2 separate regions of the Pan troglodytes genome follow, and region 2 is linked to region 1. Evidence: chromatin contacts called from public HiChIP or PLAC-seq data. All regions are on one chromosome and are shown on one strand. Each heading gives the region's core, a stretch centred on a gene start, on an enhancer-like site or on the middle of the called end of the contact. The rest is flanking DNA. Distances are from core to core; before and after follow the strand shown. Region 1 holds the start of EID2 (EP300 interacting inhibitor of differentiation 2). Region 2 holds the start of FBL (fibrillarin).

What was found. HiChIP or PLAC-seq counts read pairs in DNA pulled down with a chosen protein or histone mark.
Region 2: a contact with region 1 is called in an H3K4me3 HiChIP or PLAC-seq map of stem cell-derived excitatory neurons, with 7 times the contacts expected there. The contact joins the promoter of FBL here to the promoter of EID2 in region 1. A contact is called at or near these places in 1 of 7 Hi-C or Micro-C datasets (stem cell-derived neural progenitor cells), 1 of 1 datasets of contacts at active chromatin or transcription factors (stem cell-derived excitatory neurons) and 1 of 1 other capture datasets (stem cell-derived neural stem cells).

Annotation. Positions count from the first base shown.
Region 1 is chr20:42,676,363-42,681,630 of NHGRI_mPanTro3-v2.0_pri, forward strand. It overlaps EID2 (EP300 interacting inhibitor of differentiation 2), which reads right to left and starts at 2,905. Exons shown (of 1, transcript XM_003316349.6): 1 at 1,366-2,905. The coding sequence starts at 2,882. The coding sequence ends at 2,031.
Region 2 is chr20:42,915,650-42,920,917 of NHGRI_mPanTro3-v2.0_pri, forward strand. It overlaps FBL (fibrillarin), which reads right to left and starts at 2,936. Exons shown (of 9, transcript XM_016935931.2): 1 at 2,793-2,936. The coding sequence starts at 2,802.

The sequences.
Region 1 (5,268 bases), core at 1,655-4,154:
GTGGATGACCTGAGGTCAGGAGTTCAAAACCAGCCTGGCCAGCATAGTGAAACCCCCATCTCTACTAAAAATACAAATTAGCCAGGTGTGTTGGTGCATGCCTGTAATCCCAGCTCTTGGGAGGCTGAGGCAGGAGAATCCCTTGAGCCTGGGAGGTGGAGGTTGCAGTGAGCCAAGATCGCACAATTGCACTCCAGCCTGGACAACAAGAGTGAAACTCCCATCTCAAAAAAAAAAAAAAAAAAAAATTAACTTCGCTCATAATAAAAGCGAATTAAAACTGATATACCATTTTTCAACTATCAGATTCGCAAAAGCCAGATATTATTGATGATTTAGTGTGTTGGCTAGGCTGTAACGAAACATCTATGATCATTAATTGCTGGTGGGAGTGCAAAGCAGGACACATATGGAATGCTGCATTGCAATATTCATAAAATCTCAAAGGAGTACCTTTGGCCCAGAATTCTCATTTCTGGGGCATCAGCCTACAGATATTACATGTAAAAAGGAATCTAGGTAGCTATTGATCATGAGACACATCATTAGGGCTGGGCGCGGTGGCTCACACCTGTAATCCCAGCACTTTGGGAGGCCAAGGTGGGCAGATCACAAGGTCAAGAGATCAAGACCATCCTGGCCAACATGGTGAAACCCCGTCTCTACTAAAAATACAAAAATTGACCAGGTGTTGTGGTGGGCGCCTGCAGTCCCAGCTACTCAGGAGGCTGAGGCAGGAGAATCACTTGAACCTGGGAGGCGGAGGTTGCAGTGAGCCGAGATTGCGCCACTGCACTCCAGCCTGGCGACAGAGTGAGACTCCCTGTTAAAAAAAAAAAATCACTAGTTTCATGAAAACCTAAGGAAAAAATGATCTATTACAGCATCAAATATAAGATGCACCCACATTTCAGAGATGTTCAAATATGAAGTGAATTTTGAATTGAACCATACTATATTTGTGCACATGCCACATGATATACAAGATGAACTACTCTAGCAATTGTACAAGATGAACTACTCTAGCAATTTTTTATTCTGCCCAAAGAAAGAGATGGGAAACAACCGAAATGTCCGTCAATATATCCCTGGTTAAGTAAATTTCGACATAACCTCAGAATGGAATAAAATGCCACTTTAAAAAATAATGAGGAAATACAGTGGTTTGGAAGGGTCAACATATGTTCTTAATGAGAAAGCAATGTATAAACCAGTAAATATAATATGCCGACTTCTGTGAAGAAATAATAGTAAACCCAGATTTATATGTGCCTGTGTACACGTAAGGAAACTAGAAGGACGGAAAGGAAACTGTGGCTATTAGAGGTCATCGTTGGTACTGGATGGAGGAAAACAAGAATGGAAGGCTTTTCACTGTATATTTTATATATTTTTTGGCTTGTGAATGGATTTTTTTATACCAAAAAAACTTTAAAAATTAAAAATTGAAAGAAAAAAGTCCATAAATTTGACGTTCTTGAAAACATGATTTATCACATAATATATACATTTACTTTGCTTGTCACTTGAAATGCCTAAGAAAACACAAAATCAATCTTAAACTAGAAACTTCTATTGAATACGACATGAAGAGAGCACATATTCCGACAATTTCAAGTTCTTTTCATAGCCTTCCAGTCCTAATAACTCAGCGTTAACATCTTATTCTGTTCAGCACTATTTGATAATTTCTTTCATCCTCATGGGCTCTAGTATTGATGTTTCATCAGTCTCAATTTTATAAAACCATCCTTTACTTTGCAATAAAGCAATACTGAGAGACATTTTCCATAATGCAGGGGGGAAAATGTGGATCAATCACAAACTCAAAGAACGTTACAGTTATAATGCTTTCGACATTTTTTTCTACTTCTGTGATGCTTTTTCAAGATAAGCTTCCCCCTCCCCCTTTTTTTCCCCTCCACCTGTGCACTGTCTTATCGCGATATACTCTTGACTTCTGAAAATCAAGTTGCAGGATTGGTATGACTGGAATGCAGAGGTTCTCTTGAAGTAGTGTCACCACATAACTATTCTCTATTGATAAACTTATCGCAACCAAGTTCTTCTATCAGAGGGTTGATAACTTCAGAGGCAGTCAGAGCTATCGTAAAGGTTAAAATATCGAGGTCCACCCTGTGAGGATTTCGCTGATATTCGGCATCAAACGCTGCTTCCCTTGCTCTGCAGGCTTCCACGAATCGCCTGCGGCGTTCTTCAAGCTCTTGTATTCTGCCGGGAGCAATCGGGTAATTTTCCAGATAGTGGCGGAGAAACTGCTGGTAATTGATGCCTAAAACGCTAAGTGGGTGGCGGAGACGGAGATAGGGCAACGCAGCCAGGCCTCCGTTCCCGTGTCTGGACCTGGGCCTGCCCTCGGGACCCTCTTCGTCCACTGGCTCCCCCAGCAAGCGGGCGACCTCCGCCATCCGGGCTTCCCTGGCCGCCGCCGCCGCCGGGCTTTCCCTGCCCGCCGCGGCTGCCCTGGCCAACGCCGCCGCTGCCACCGGGGCTCCCCTGGCTGCCGCCGCCGGGGCTGCCCTGGCCGCCGCCATCCGACCTTCCCTGGCCGCCGGCACCTGGCCTCCCCTGGCCGCCGCCATCGCGCCTTCCCCGGCCTCCTCAGGCTGTGCCGGGGCCGGCTCCCGCCTCCCGCGGCCTACCTCCGCCTGCGGGACGTCTCTGTCACCATTCGCCGCGCCTGTCTGCGGGACACTGCTGTCTGCGGGCAGCTTGGACATCTCAGACCGTGGGGTCAACTCGGCTGCTCCCAGAGAAACTGGAATAACTGGACAGCGCGATGCCCGGCGGACACGGCAGTGCGCGTGCGTGGGCGCTATGCGCACTGTAAATGCAGTGTGCGTAACCGGGCGCGAGAGCATAGATTCTTACCGCAAACCCTGGGAGCAGTGCGCATGCGTACTTTCCCGGCGCCCGCCGTTCTCCAGATGCCCCCTCGAGGCCGGGAAGCGCCAACGCATCTGAAACATCCCAACGACGAAGGGCGGGGGACATTTCAACCAGTTTGATGTTTATGAGGAACGCTTACGAGATCGCTTCTTGTAGGCGTTCTCAAGGTTCTGTCCTAGGGTGTTTCTCTTTGTTCTCCAGTGATTATGTGCCACCTCTATTATATATCAAGATATTTTAGATTCATGGTCTTTTCTGGATTTTTAAATTGTTTTTCATTCATTCCTTTGCCTGTCTTCATCCATACGGATCGTCCTAGCTTCCAAAGCTTTGTAATTATAGTCTTTTCGTGTTATCTTTAACATTGCATTGACTACCTTGGACATTTGTTTTTCGAATCTTATTTGTGCAATATAACATGCAGAAAAGTAAACAAAACATAAATATACAGCTGAATGATTTATCACAAAGTGAACATCCATTTAACTACCACACAGGCCAAGAAGTGGAATATTTCCAGCATCCCAGAACCCTTCCTCTTCTTATTATCACTATCCTTTCCTTTCTACGCAGAAGTAACAACGATGCTGATACTTATGGTAATCACTTTCTTGTTTTTCTTTTCATTTTACCACCTAAGGGTGCATTCCTAATGCTGTAGTTTAGTTTGGTTTGTATTCTGAACTTTATCTATGTGAGAAACACACTCATCTGCGTAATTTTTGTATTTTTAGTAGAGACGAGGTTTCACCATGTTGGCCAGGATGGTCTCGATCTCTTGACCTCGTGATCCGCCTGCCTCGGCCTCCCAAAGTGCTGGGATTACAGGCGTGAGCCACTGCGCCGGCCACTTTCTTGCCTTTTATGGGCTGACCCCGCCTCTACATTCTGTTCCCTTATTGTGACCTTCTAGGTGGATGAGCCCTGCAGTTTGTTATATTTGCAGGCTGGCTGCCAGTACTTAGATTTATCATGCCTCAGAAATGGACCATTTAAAATGTTTTCTCACATACACTCTTGTATCTGTTTTTTTGTGCATTATTTTTATGAGATTCATCCATTCACATTTTCTCTTCCTCCCTCCCTCCCTCACTCCCTTCCTTCCTTCCTTCCTTCATTCCTTCTTTCTTTCATCTCATTCTGTTACCCAGACTGGAGTGCAGTGGCACAATCACAGCTCAACGTGGCCTCAACCTTCCGAGCTCAAATAATCCTCCCACTTCAGCCTCCTGAGTACCTGGGGCTACAGGTGTGCACCACCACACCCAGTTAATTTTTATTTTTTTTGTAGAGACAGGGTCTCCTTATGTTGCCCAGGCTGGTCTCAAAGTCCTGGGCTCAAACGACCCGCCTGCCTCAGCCTCCCAAAGTGCTGGGATTATAGCGTGAGCCACAGCACTCGGCCTCCCGCCTACATTTTCATTATGGTTTATAAATACTTTATTTTCTTGATAGTTATTATATTCATTACCATTTTTTTTATGAAGTCTCGCTCTGTTGCCCAAGCTGAAGTACAGCGGTGTGATCTTGGGTCACTGCAACTTCTGCCTCCCAGTTCCAGTGATTCTCCTGCCTCAGCCTCCTGAGTAGCTGGGATTACAGGTGCGCGCCACCATGCCCGGCTAATTTTTGTATTTTTAGTAGAGACAGGGTTTTATTATATTGGCCAGGCTGGTCTCGAACCCCTGACCTCATGATCCGCCAGGCTTTGGCCTCCCAAAGTGCTGATATTACAGGCGTGAACCACCGTGCCCGGCTTATTACCATTCTTTTATGGATCTTGTAATATTAAAACATGCATCTTATATACTGACTCTCCAATTAATTTCTCTTTGTTCTGATTAATGTGAACAAACAAAATAATTTGATTTGATTTTGCTGGTGGTGGTCCCCGTCATGATGCCATGATTCATGACCATCAACAAATGACTTAAGTGACTTATCGTTCTCTGCCCTATCAGAAGTAGCTATTCTGAGGCAGTAAGGTCTCATCCACAGAGCACAAGGCTGCATTTTAATTTTCCTGGTCCAAGCACCAAATTAATAAAACACAACAGCTAGTCTACTCGCTGCTTCCCACCAGCATCTCTGCAATCACTAAGTGTGCGGCTCCTTTAAGGCAGCTCCCAGGCTAGGCTGGAGACAGATTTATTGTTCTCACCCTCAGGCTGCCTGGAGAGTCACAAATATTTAACAAAGGAAGTTCCAGACTTAGGTGACAACATATATTATCACAGGAAGAAGTAGAAAGCATAGTAATTTGCTGTAATCCTACAGAAGCGGATATAATCTTGTTCTCTGGACTAAGAGTCACCTTACAGCAGAAGCTGAAAGGCCCTCTGATTTTCTAAGAATAGA
Region 2 (5,268 bases), core at 1,686-4,185, 240 kb after region 1:
GCTCATGCCTGTAATCCCAGCACTTTGGGAGACCCAGGCAGGCGGACAGTTTGAGGCCAGGAGTTCAAGACCAGCCTGGCCAACATAGTGAAACCCTGTCTCTACTAAAAATATAAAAAAATTAGCTGGGCGTGGTGGCGCATGCCTGTAATCCCAGCTACTCAAAAGGCTGAGGCACAAGCATCAATTGAACACAGGAGGCGGAGGTTGCAGTGAGCTGAAATGGTGCCACTGCACTCCAGCCTGGGTGACAGAGAGAGATTCTGTATCAAAAAAATAAAAATAAAAAAAATGCAGTGCTCATCCTATAGGGTTGTAAAGATTAAATGACTTGTACACACAGAGCACTTCACATGTATACTATCTGGCACCTACTTTGAACATCATCATTCAAACTCAGGGGTACGCGTCTCCTCTTCCCTCCTCATGTACCAAAAGTACCCATTCCTCAGAAAAAACACATGTTCACACAAACTTTTCCAGTTAGTTCTTTTTTCATCTTTCTATTAAAGATGAAAATGTAACTTTTAATAGCTACTCCTAATTTGATCTTTTAAAATGAAGTTTCCTTTTCAAAACTCTAGAACATAACTAAGTTGTTCACTTTTTAATGTTCTACTCCCCCTACAGTCCACTTTCCACACAGCAACTAATAAGTGCTGTTTTTGAAACAGCAACTCAGATCTCAATTTTCTTGCCCAAGCCCTCCAACAGTTTTCCAAAGCCAAGACCTTCATTTAGGGGAGATGCCACAGCTAGGCTTATGAAAGTCTCAACCCAGGCCTAACAGAAAGGAAGTATTGGCATGTGCTTGGGGCGGAGTGGGCATGAGTGTAAACTTTCAATCCCAGATACTCAAAATATCTCAATCCGTTTCAGGTCCTGGAGCTTTTGGGGAGAAATGTACCAAAAGTACCCACTCCTCAGAAAAAACACATGTTCACACAAACTTTTCCAGTAAGTTCTTTTTTTGGGGGGAGGGGGGTCCATAAACCCCCTGATTTAAAATCTGCTCTCCTTCCACAGCCTTCTCCATCTCAAAAATGGCAATTCCATCCTTCCAGTTACACACCCCCAAACCCTTGGTTATCCTTGACTCCGATCACACACCCACATACAATCTGTTGGTTCTGTCTTCAAAAGCATGTAAAACTGTCAGCATGTCCACTGCTCCCATCCTGGTCCACCACACCATCTCCTAGATTACAGCAACAAGCTTCCCACCAATGTGCCTGCTTCCACTTTTGCCACCCTGAGGTCTTTCACACATCGAAGCAAAAAGAATCCCTTTTAAAAATGTCAGACTGCACCACGCCCCTGCTCAAAAATCTCCCAAAGGGTTCTTTTCTCACTCAGGCTAAAATCCTTACTAAAGAGCTAACACCTGACAACTTTTACAACTTCACATTCTACCACACAATGGAGGAAGGTTGGAAGAACGGGTATCCTCCATTTATGAGGGAATCACAGACCAGAATGCCTGCAGGCAAGCCAGGATCTCAGCATACCTGGCCTACAATCCCCCACCCCACTTCATCAAGAGATCCCCAAACACGGAAGAGAAAGGGAACTTGGGAGAAGGGCACAGATCCACAAATCTTCTGCCAGGTGACCCCCATCTCTCCACACAAACACACACACAAAAGAAAAAGAAAGCCTGTACTAGGAAAACAGACCCTTTGGGCCATGGTGGAAATTCTCCAAACTCAATGAAGCAAGTTCTCACACAGATGAGTGCGGGTTGGGCAGGCCAGATGGAGGAAGTGCTCAGGCACCACCGAGAAGGATTCTAATTTTGTTCTCTTTGAGAAAGATAAAGGTAACAATTAGAGCTAATACTATTATATGTCAAGCACTGTGCTATTTTTTTTAACGTCGCTTAATCCTAACTGGCGCCATTTTATTGATGAGAAAACAGAGGCTCAGAGAGGTAAAGCCACTTGCCCAAGTTCACACAGCAGGCTAAGAAGCTGAGCAAGAGCTGAAACACTGAACTGAGGCCCTTCTGCTGTCAAAGCCAGGACCCCCTCATCATTCCACCATGAGGGGAGTGGTTTCAGCAGAATCTAGTGGAAAATCTTAAGAATAAAACTACTTACCTCCTGTGACAACCACCCGCCCCACCACCCCAGACTAATGCCGAGCTTGTTAAGTCTCGCCCCGGAGGTGGAAATCTTAATCCCCAAATCTCCACTCCATCCCCGGGGATCCGCCCCCCTGTAAGTGCAGAAGGCGGGAAAGTGAACCGGAGAGCGCCGCACACGGCCAACCGGGGAGTCCTCATCCACTCCGGCCCACTTGGAAAAGCTGGGATGCGGGATAAGGGGATGGTGGTGGTGGCAGCGACAGGGAAGGCAAATGGGGGCTTCCCACACACAGCTCCAGGACCCAAGGTCAGGAACTCTCCATCTCCGACCCAAGCCTGATTCCCAAAACACGCCCAGCGATCCAAGACTCCAGATGCCTGAATCCAAACTCTAGCCCAAGACCCTTGAGTGCCGCCTCCTGCCCAATATCCAAAATCCCTATTAGACGGCCTCAATGAGACGAACCCCACGTCAACACCCCCAATGCCAGGCCCACGGCCTTCTTCGACTCACGACCGTGACCTCTGAAGCCAGTCACAAACCCCTAGACCTGCTGGAATCAGAATCCCCCTTCCCACAGGAGACTGGAACCCGTGCTCAGAACCCCTGCCCCCAGGCCAAGGCCCCACCCCTCCGATTCTGGCCTGGCACCCGGATTCCCGCCCGGCCTCCGTCCCTGACCCCGGACCCTCACCCCAGCCTGACCTGGCTTCATGGCGAGCCCTGGTTTGTGCGGCTCCGGAGTCCGCGGCGTTCACAACTCCACGAGTCCGGGGCTTTCGCACGTGGAAAAGAGCGCAGGCGCGCGGCGACGTGCGCCGCGTGACGCAACCGCGTAGCCCCGCCCCCTGGCCCCTTCCCTGGCCCCTGCCCCGCCCAGAGCTCGGCGCACGCGCAGTGAGCCTGGATTCTCGAGCCCGTCGACACGCGACCCGCTGCTCTCGCTCTCTGCCTTCCCAAACCCTAAACTCGCTTCCGGTTTCCTCTTCCCCAATGCGAGCACCCCAATAATCAGGGCTCATAGCCTTCGCACGGGCTGTGCCCTCTTTTGTATTCCTAGCTAAATCCCTCTGGCCCCTGTACACCCAAAAAGGCTTCCCCGATACATTTCCAGCCCCAAGAACAGTGACCGACTCTGGGCTTCCATTCAAACATCCGAAAAACATTTACAGTGCACCTCGTGTGTACCAGGTGCTGTTCTAGGAGCTGGGAATACAGCGGTGTACGAGACATAAAAATCTCCACTCTCCTGGAGTTCATCTTTTTAATGGAGGCAATAGACACCAAACATGTTGAATGTTAGAAAGCGATAAGTGCTTTGGAGAAAATAACAGCAGGGAAAGGGGATAGAGATTTTGGAGGGCAAATGATTTTTGTTTTTTTGGCACGGTGGTCAAGGAATGCATCAGGAGACTTTTGAGCTAAAGGGCTGAAGGAAGTGAGGAGTGAGGCATGCACCTATCTAGGGGAAGAGAGTTCCAAGCAGGGAAGAGATCTGCAGATGTAGAGGCCCTGAGGAAGGAAAGATATGGGAAGTTGGAGAGACAATGAGGAGGGTGGGTGGGGCAAAGTGAGCAAGGTGGAGAGTAAGAAGAGATAAGGGCGGGTAGCTAACAAGGGCAGATTGCGGAGCTTTGTGGGACATAGTGAGGACTTAGGCAGTAAGATGGAACCATGGAAGGGTTCCAAGCGGAGAAGGAATGTGATCTGACACAGGTCCCTCTGGCTGCATGTGGGAAGCAGACTGCAGGAGTGAGGGTGAAAGCAGGAAAACCAAGGACTGGCTGCTGCCGTGAATCAGAAGAAAAGGATGGACAGATCAGAGTGGGGGCAGAGAGCGGCGTCAGGGGTCAACAGATTCTGCTTAAGTATTAAGAATTTTGTGCTTTGTAATTGTGTAATATCAGTATCCATCCCTATATTCATTCTGCAAAGCAAGACAACTGCTGTTATGAGAAGTTACCGAAAAACTCCAGAAGAACCTACCAGTCCAGAGCCTAGATGTTGACTCTGTTCCATTCACTGCTCTATCACTCTAGGCCTAGGACAGGCCTCTGGGTGCCCAGTAAATGTTTGTTGAATGAATGGATGGCCTCATACCGTTGTGAGTTCTCTGTGTACAGTGTTCCGGCTGTGGAATGCCACCAATTTGCACAGAAACATTCCTGAAAGATTGTTTAGATATTATGATGGAAAATCTGCTTAAACTTTTCAGAACCGGTCGGGGCAGTGGCTCACATCTGTAATCCAGGCACTTTGGGAGGCCGAGGCAGGAGGATCGCTTGAGCCCAGGAGCTTAAGGCCAGCCTGGGCTACAGAGTGAGACCTTATCTTTACAAAAAATAAAAAATTAGCTGGGTATGGTTGCTTGCACCTGTAGTCCCAGCTACTCAAGAGGCTGAGGCAGGAGGATCCTTTGAGCCCGGTAGGTCTAGGCTGAAATGAGCCATGACTGCACCACTACACTCCAGCCTGGGTCACAGAGCGACACCCCTGTCCCAAAACAAAAACAAAAACCAAACAAAAAAAACTTTTTAAAAACTATGAGATGAAATAGTTGAGTCTATTCTGGATTTCTAGATGTGCAATGATTCCAGTGGGTCCGATTCCGGATAATGTTACCTATTTCACATGGATTTTACTATTTGCCTTCTAATTAATATTTTTCTTCTAAAGGACAAAAGTACTCAGAGTGCAGTGCAGATTTAGGGGATTCCAGCCCTATTTCTTGGAATCCTGGCACCATCTCCTGCTTCTGAGATACTTTGCCTGCTAGCTTGCTCTGAAGACCTGAAATTGGCTCTATCGGTAAGTAATTAGTGGTGGAGGTGCCTGTTGGTCTTGTGCCGGGGACACAATGGTGGCTAAAACAGCCCCGGGTCCTGTCCTCCTGGAGCTGCCAGTCCAATAGGAGAGACAGACAGGTTCCCAAACAGTGTAGGCCCAGAGGGGTCAGGGCTGGGACAGGCAGAGGGGTAGGAGGGCAATGGGGGAAGCGCCGGCAGAAATGGGATTGGGGAGCCCCAGGCAGGGGGCTCAGGGCCAGGATAGGGGAGGCCCAGGCAGAGAGGTGGGAGGGGGATGGAGGAGACACTGGCAGGCAGGGCAGGGCAGGGATAGCGAAGCCCTTGAGGGCTTTTCCCAATATTCCCCATTTCCTCAACTCCCTCTGAACCTTCCT